2 separate regions of the Mus musculus genome follow, and region 1 is linked to region 2. The links are chromatin contacts, called in public Hi-C maps. All regions are on one chromosome and are shown on one strand. Each heading gives the region's core, a stretch centred on a gene start, on an enhancer-like site or on the middle of the called end of the contact. The rest is flanking DNA. Distances are from core to core; before and after follow the strand shown.

Evidence for each region. Hi-C and Micro-C count contacts between places; a contact is called where the count stands out from the background.
Region 1: a Hi-C map of bone marrow-derived macrophages shows a contact between it and region 2, with 24 read pairs. The contact joins two enhancer-like sites. A contact is called at or near these places in 6 of 39 promoter capture datasets (the 3T3-L1 cell line, the C10 cell line, the HPC-7 cell line and 3 more), 1 of 15 datasets of contacts at CTCF or cohesin (pro-B cells), 6 of 484 Hi-C or Micro-C datasets (the G1E-ER4 cell line, bone marrow-derived macrophages, embryonic fibroblasts and 3 more), 9 of 115 datasets of contacts at active chromatin or transcription factors (the 230-238 cell line, the HPC-7 cell line, bone marrow-derived macrophages and 4 more) and 3 of 9 other capture datasets (adipose tissue, embryonic stem cells and liver).

The regions. Positions count from the first base shown.
Region 1 is chr4:59,568,178-59,571,942 of GRCm38.p6, forward strand. No RefSeq gene overlaps it. Among named protein-coding and RNA genes, the nearest start is that of Hsdl2, 12 kb to the right of the region's middle. Within about 2 kb of position 1,809, at least 44 of the 459 cell types and tissues checked have an H3K27ac peak or open chromatin away from gene starts, as enhancers often do. A contact at or near this core is called in the G1E-ER4 cell line and bone marrow-derived macrophages, where this site is marked.
Region 2 is chr4:59,417,494-59,421,250 of GRCm38.p6, forward strand. The region is part of intron 3 of Susd1 (sushi domain containing 1); the gene reads right to left. Among named protein-coding and RNA genes, the nearest start is that of Susd1, 19 kb to the right of the region's middle. Within about 2 kb of position 1,903, at least 40 of the 459 cell types and tissues checked have an H3K27ac peak or open chromatin away from gene starts, as enhancers often do. A contact at or near this core is called in the G1E-ER4 cell line and bone marrow-derived macrophages, where this site is marked.

The DNA of each region.
Region 1 (3,765 bases), core at 559-3,058, 150 kb after region 2:
TCAGAAATATATGGTAGAGAAATAGGGGTGCTGAGCAAGAGTACACACATGTCCAAATATTTTTTATGGCAACACTTTATCATAGAGACAAGTCTGAAAATACCTAAATGTCTTAAATTTGTGTTTCACCGCAGATACAAAGGATTACATTAATTTGGAACACACTCAGATGAAGACAGACTATAAACTGCTTTTAAACAGTTAAGGTAGGGAATTGATAAGAAAGTTCAGCAGGCAAAGGTGCTTGTCACAGAGAGGCATGGCTATCTAAGTTTGATCCTTGAAACTCCCTTAAAGGTTGGGTAGAGAACTAAGTCCACAAAGTTGAAGTCATCCTCTGACTTTTACACACTCACCCAGAGCACACACATCCACAGTCAAGTACACATGATGTACACACACACACACACACACACACACACGGTTAAGGTAGGTTTTTTTTGGGTATAAACATGGAAAGAGCTCTGTAATACACTCAGCAAAACAAAACCAGAAGTGGGCTTGCTAGTCCATGCCTGTAGCCCCAGAATTTGGAAGGCTGACATGGAAGAAGTGTGAGTTCCAGGCCAGCCAGGGCTACATAAAAAGACCCTATCTTAAACATTAAAAAAAAAAAAAAAAAAAAAAAAGAACAAAACTATGTTTTGATACAGTGTAGTTGATATAAAGTCTTCCCTCTGCTTTAAAGAGATGAAAAACGTAATGATAATATAAAGGCCAGTATTAGAAGAGGGTGCTCTCTCCCTTGCCTTTGGGATTACACATCATCACCAGGGAAATACAAATGACAGTACAGGGATGAGGATATCCTACAACATCGCATAACCCCTGACAGTAATGAAGCAAACAAGAGGAGACACAGGAATCCTATATGGAAGGTTGGTACCATAACAGAAGCAATTGCTACACTCGGAAAACTCCAGGGATTTCTCAGAAGGCGACTCTGGGGCAAAGCGACCTATCTTGTGTGAGAAGAAAACGAACATTTTCAAGAGACCCTTGACTCTCCTAAAGTCACTGAAAATATCTGCCCTTGGTCATAACATACAGTTAATTTTTTTTCTTTTTAAAAGATTTATTTTTTAATTAAAATTTTAAAAAATTCAAAACAATTTTAGTGTGTGTGTGTTTAAGCATATGAAGGTACCCATGGAGTCCAGAAGAGGAGGGCTTTAGATCGCATGAGTCTGGAATTACAGGTGGTTGTTAGCCACCAGATGGGGGAGCGTTTAAATACAAAGTATTATTATCTAGGTGCAGTATCTGTAATCTTAGCTCTTGAGAGGGAGAAGCAGGAACATTGAGCGCTCCAGGCCAATACATTTCTTTTAGGGATTTAAATGATCATTACATTATACATTCTATATAACATATTTTGTTTTCTCAAAACAGTTTTCTTTAAAGATTTTTTTTATCTATATGTATTCTTCTTGATGGCAGCTCTATAGGGAACCTCGTATTTTTTGCCTTAGCTCAAATTATAGTTGTCTATCGCGATGCTAACATTTTTCTGGTGGGCAAACTTGAATTTTAAAGAAACACCGCCACCTGGTGGTAGTTTGGACTGTTTGCTTTCATTTCTCTTTGGTGTGTGCATGGACGTCCTGGAGCTGGTGAGGCCGTTATTTGAGATTGTGAAACTGCTTCCTAATGCTTCTTGCACAGTTTTACATTCCTTGCTGCAATGTCTGAGGGTTCCAATTTCTCTAACCCCTGAACATTGGTTATTTTCTATCGTTTTGATTTTAGCCATTCTGTGGCTACAAAGTGAGGTAAATTCATGGTATTTGGTTGCATTAATGCTGCTGTGCGTTTCCCTGTCTGCGTGTTGACTGTTTGCTTGTCTTTGGGGAAGAATTTTCTATTCAGATCCTATGGAGGTTTTTTCTTTTGTTTCTGGAGATGGAGTGTCCCTGAGTGGCTTAGTCTGAAATCATAAATCATACTTTTGCACTCAAACGATCCTCTTGCCTCAGCCTCCAAGTGTTTCTAGATTTTTTTTTTTTTTTTTTGGTTTTTGGTTTGTTTGTTTGTTTGTTTGTTTTTTGGTTTTTTGAGACAGGGTTTTCTGTGTAGCCCTGGATGTCCTGGAACTCACTCTGTAGAACCAGGCTGGGTGTTTCTAGATCATTGATATTTTTTTTTTCAACTTAAAAATTTAGCTTTATTTTTATGTGTATGTCTGTGCACAATGCATGCATCGCTGCTCACAGAGCCAGAAGAGGACCTCTGAAACAGGCATTATAGACTGTTGTGAGCTGCCGTATGGGTGCTGGGAACGAATCTGAGGCCTCTGGAAGAGCTGCCAGTGTTCTAACCACTGAGGCATGGCTCCAGCTCTTCTTTGATCACTTTTTTAAAACTACATGCATGCACCTGTGTGCCACAGTGGCTACAACTTGGAGAAGCCCAGTTCTCCCCTTCCACCGAGCGCATTTAAACTCAGCTACTCAGGCTTTGCAAGCGCTTTTACCCACAGAGTCATTTCGGTAGCCCACTTTGTCCATTTAAAACTCTCTGGCCAGTTATCTTTCTTGCTATGTTGTGAGTTTTTCATAAATGCTAGATACGGGCTGGTGAGATGGCTCAGTGGGTAAGAGCACCCGATTGCTCTTCCGAAGGTCCAGAGTTCAAATCCCAGCAACCACATGGTGGCTCACAACCATCTGTAACGAGATCTGATTCCCTCTTCTGGAGTGTCTGAAGACAGCTACAATGTACTTACATATAATAAATAAATAAATCTTTAAAAAAAAAAATAAATGCTAGATACTAGTTCTTTATCATTTAGAAGATGTTAGATCTGGTTGGGTGCTCTATAGATCGCTCTACCACTTTGTTTTTCTTCTTTTCTAGATGGGGTTCTCATGTAACCAGGCTGGTACCAAACTCACTGTGAAGTCAAGAATGGCCCTGAGTTCCTCCTGATCCGCCTACCTCCTCTTCTCTAGTGCTCGGAGTGCAGCCGTGTCCCACCGTGCCCAGTCGTCTTTCCATTTCTTGATAGCATCTTTTGAAGCACAAAATACTTTGAGAGTGGCTGAAAAAAGTTGTTCAAAGACCTCAGGTGTGGTACCTGCTTGTAATTTCAGCCTCCGTTTCCCAGGCAAACTGGCTAGTAAGCCTAAGCCATATCTTTTGGTGAGCTCTGGGTTTGATTGAGAGACTGTCTCAAGGGCAACAACCCCTAGCCCCCCAGATGAATGCAAACACATGTGCACTACATAATTATACCCCCATCCATGTAAGAACATACAACACACACATAAAAACTGGGAAGGAGGGCACTTGGGAGGGAGAAAATAGATTTATGGAGTACCAGGTAAGGGGCAGGGAGCAGGTAGACAGTCCTATAACTAGAGGCCCCTCTGCCTATGAAGTTCTAATCTGCTGGACCCCAATACCTTTTATCTCTCTTGCTTGGGCTTCTGCTGCTGAATCAAAACAGTCATTGCAGAAGGCAAGGCTCTGAATGTTTACCTCTGGGTTTTCTTCTCAGAACTTCATTCTAGTTCTTACATTTAGGGCTTTTTTTTTTTTTTTTTTTTTTTTTTTTTGGTTTTTCAAGACAGGGTTCTGTATAGTCTTGGCTGTCCTGGAACTCACTTTGTAGACCAGGCTGGCCTCGAACTCAGAAATCCGCCTGTCTCTGCCTCCCAAGTGCTGGGATTAAAGGTGTGCACCACCATCGCCCGGCCCACATTTACGGTTTTAATAGATTATACACTATTTTTTTTCCCTATGGAGTGTGAGGGTGGGATCTAG
Region 2 (3,757 bases), core at 653-3,152:
GACTTCTGGATGCTGAGTAACTCTGCAGGAGTTACAGAGCCTTTATTAGCTAGCTTTGTGTACAGTCACTCAATAACCTAATAGCCATAATTGTCATAATTATGCTAATAACAATAATTGCTGTGTGTCATCTTCCACATATCAAGCGCTGTCCTAAACACTTCATTATTTATTAAATACTATACTCATCTTATTTAATTTCTACAATAGCCCATTTTGAGGTAACTAAAGCTGACAAAATGGTTAAGCACTTGGTCCAGACAGCAATAGCAATGCCAGAATTTGAAGCCAAGTACCTGCCTGAAAGTCCATATTCATAACCAGTCAGGACTATCATCTGATTGTGTATCCTGCAGTCAAGAGTCCCCTATCTTAAGAAACTGAAGAGGTAACTAATGGCTTTCATCTTTGATGTCACCTATCACGTACAACTGATATTAATGTGGTATTGACTTCCGTAAGATTTATTTTTATTTATATGTATGTGTGTCTCTGTGTGTGTGCCACATGAATGCAGGTGCCCTTGAAAGCCAGAAGACGATGTTGGATCCCCCGGTGCTAGAGTTACCACAGTTGTGAGCCATCGAATATGGGTATTGGGACCTGAATTCAAGTGCTCTCATCTCCTGAGCCATCTTTCTAGTCCCAAGATTTTGATTTTTAATTACCTGCTGCTTATAATGCTCAGAAACTATTTTATTTCTAGTCTGTACTGGAATCTCGGGTGACTGACCCATACCAAGCTTATTAGAATGCCTTCCTCCCATGGGAAAGATTCTATGTCACCCAAAACTTTGCATTTAATGGTATACTATGTTTTTGTCGATAATTTGTACTGCACTTGAACATTGTAGCTGAACATCAGAGCAAATATATGACATTTTAATGATGATAAAATAATGTAAAATTTACCATTTTAATCATTTTTGAGAGTGCAGTTAGTTAATCCTAGGAATATTCACAGGGTTGTGCCACAGTCCCTGGTAGTCATTTTTAGGGTTCCTTTCATCTTCTAAAGTTCTATGTCCATCAGACTTTTTTTTAAAAAAGATTTATTTATTTATTTATTTATTTTATGCATATGAGTACACTGTAGCTGTACAGATGGTTGTGAGCTTTCATGTGGTTGCTGGGAATTGAATTTAGAACCTCTGCTTGCTCTGGTCGGCCCCACTTGCTCAGTCCCTGCTCACTCCGGCATAAAGATTTATTTATTATTATAAATAAGTACACTGTAGCTGTCTTCAGACACAACAGAGGAGGAGGACGTCAGATCTCATTACAGGTGGTTGTGAGCCACTATGTGGTTGCTGGGACTTGAATTCAGAACCATCGAAGAGCAGTCAGTGCTCTTACCCACTGAGCCATCTCGCTAGCCCTGTCCATGTTCCTCTCGTCTCCCTTGCAAACACCTTTCTATTCCCTGACTCTATAAATCTGACAACTTCATGCCTCAGTGGAATCCACAACAACAGCATCTGGGAGGGAGGAGGGGGCATGGGAGAGGTGAGAAAGCAAGCTAGGCCTGACCCTAGACCATTGCTCATGCTAAGCATGTGCCCTACCATGCCCCCCAATCCGTGTTAAAGCCGAGCAATGCTCTCTGGCATGCACTGTCCTTCTATTTCATCTGTGGACGAACAGATGAATTTCATCAGTGATGCTCTGTGGCTACCATGAGTGATGCTGCTGTGAACAAGCAAATACAAAAGTATCTTTTTAAGATGCCATTTTCAACTGTTTCGGGAGCAAATGTCCAGAAGTTGAACCGCAGAACCATGTAGTCATTTTCTTTTTAATATTTGAGGAACTATCACACTTATTCTTTTCACAGTGAATCTACTCTTTTGCAATCCCATTTGGAAAAGTTCCTGGGGGAAACCCCTCAGGCAGAAGCAAGCCAAGTGGGTGGTTCCCCACAGAGGGCAGGCAGTCTTCCTGAGATTGCACATTTGAGCCGAAGGCCAGGGCAGGCTCAGGCACCAGAGAGCAAGAACAGAGAAGCTTGGGAATAGAGGCTTTCTTCGAAAGAGGCTCCTGCCCTAGGGAGAGGCTAAGAAACCTAACCTGGACTGGGAAGTGGGTAAGAACCAATATCTAGACATGAAGGTGTGAGGCAGACTTGAGGAACACTGGCTTTGGGAGCAGAGCTCCTGAGCGGCAGAGCTCCCTTGTTCTCCTTTCCCAGCCAGGGCCGAGGGGCTTCCATTTCTCCTGAAGCAAAAGCACAATGGTCTATTGATGCAGGAACTTCCTGTGACAAGGTTGCTGTTGCCAGTCAGGATTGTATGCAAGACTTGGAGACTTGAAAAGCACAGGGAAGTCACCCTGAAGTTTTCAACAGACCCCAGGAGACCCATGCTTGCTCAGAAGCCCCTGGGTAGGGAAATGACAGTCCCTGGTCTTACTCCACCTGGGTCTCAGCTCTCTCCACTTACTCTCAGATCACCCTCTCCTTGCTATTGCTGAAAATCTTGCCTCGTGCCAGTTCCCGTTGCTAGGTTTCAAACCCCAGGCCAAATGGCTGAGGTGCCTATACCACACAGCAAAGCAAACCTGGCCTCCAGGTTCTCATCTCATCCTTTAGTCCCTACCTGTTACAGGGACCTCCTGGTGGCATACCCTGCCCTCTACCCTGAACTCTCCAGCCCAGGAGACTGGGTGCTCTTCCCTACATAATCCAACCCGTTTGACTGCCATTATAACTTTGGGTCACATGGTTGCTGTACCTGGCTCTGTTGGTCTCTCCTCTTCCTTTCCCTCACCCTCTCCCAACATGGCATAGCTCAGTATGGTCATGGCCACTCAGGACCATCCCTGTCTCTGCCTCTGGCTATGTTTTCCCTTTTATCTACAATAAACCTTCTCTTCTCTTCCACCATACCTAAGAGCAGTCATGCCCCTTCCTTCCTTCTCTCTCTCTCTCTCTCTCTCTCTCTCTCTCTCTCTCTTCCTTCCTTTCTTTCTTTTTCATTCATCCATCTGTGGCTTGCAAGAGTCACTGAAGGGACATCTCTGGACATTACACATTTTCTGGTTCTTCAGAATTGACGGGAATCAGCCCGCACTACACTGTAGCTTAGTCCTCCGTCATGGAGGTCTATCTGTTACCAGCTCTTGAGGCTGATTTAAACTTGGCCAATTATAACCGATTCCTCGGAAGAAGATGTCTTAGAGTGCAGAGGTCAGGCTTTGAGGACTGAGGTTCCAAGCAAGCACTGGTGCCCCCAGACTTGAACCACACCCCAACTAGCATGCACTCTTGTCTCTCTGGCAACTGATTCCGAAGGGTTGAGCTTCTCAGCACCAGCAAGGAAAAAAACCCCCCCGTTGGGTAACCACTAGCTACCTCGAAATGAGAAGTCAGGCAACGACTGCCTTGCGGTATAGGCTTCCCTGAGGCGTTGTGGCTGCTGGCAATAGCAGGTGACTCTGTGGACACGATAAAGGCACTGGATTAAACATTTCACAGGGAGGGACACTGACAAACATGAAATCTCTCAATCTCTCTCTCTTTCTCTCTCTCTCTCAAAGGAAAGTCACTAAATAATTGCAAGAAATAGAATAAATCCAGCAGGGCCTGCTTGGGATTATGTTCCAGGCAAGGTGGCTCTTGTTTGGCTGACATCTATTTGACCCTGGAAGAAAGTATTTTCTTCTCTCCCTTCCTGCTCTTTGGCTCTCCCCTCCCACTCCTTACTCTCCACCTTTCTAACCTCTGCCTGTTTGGTGCTTGTACTAGGTAAAAGATCTACTA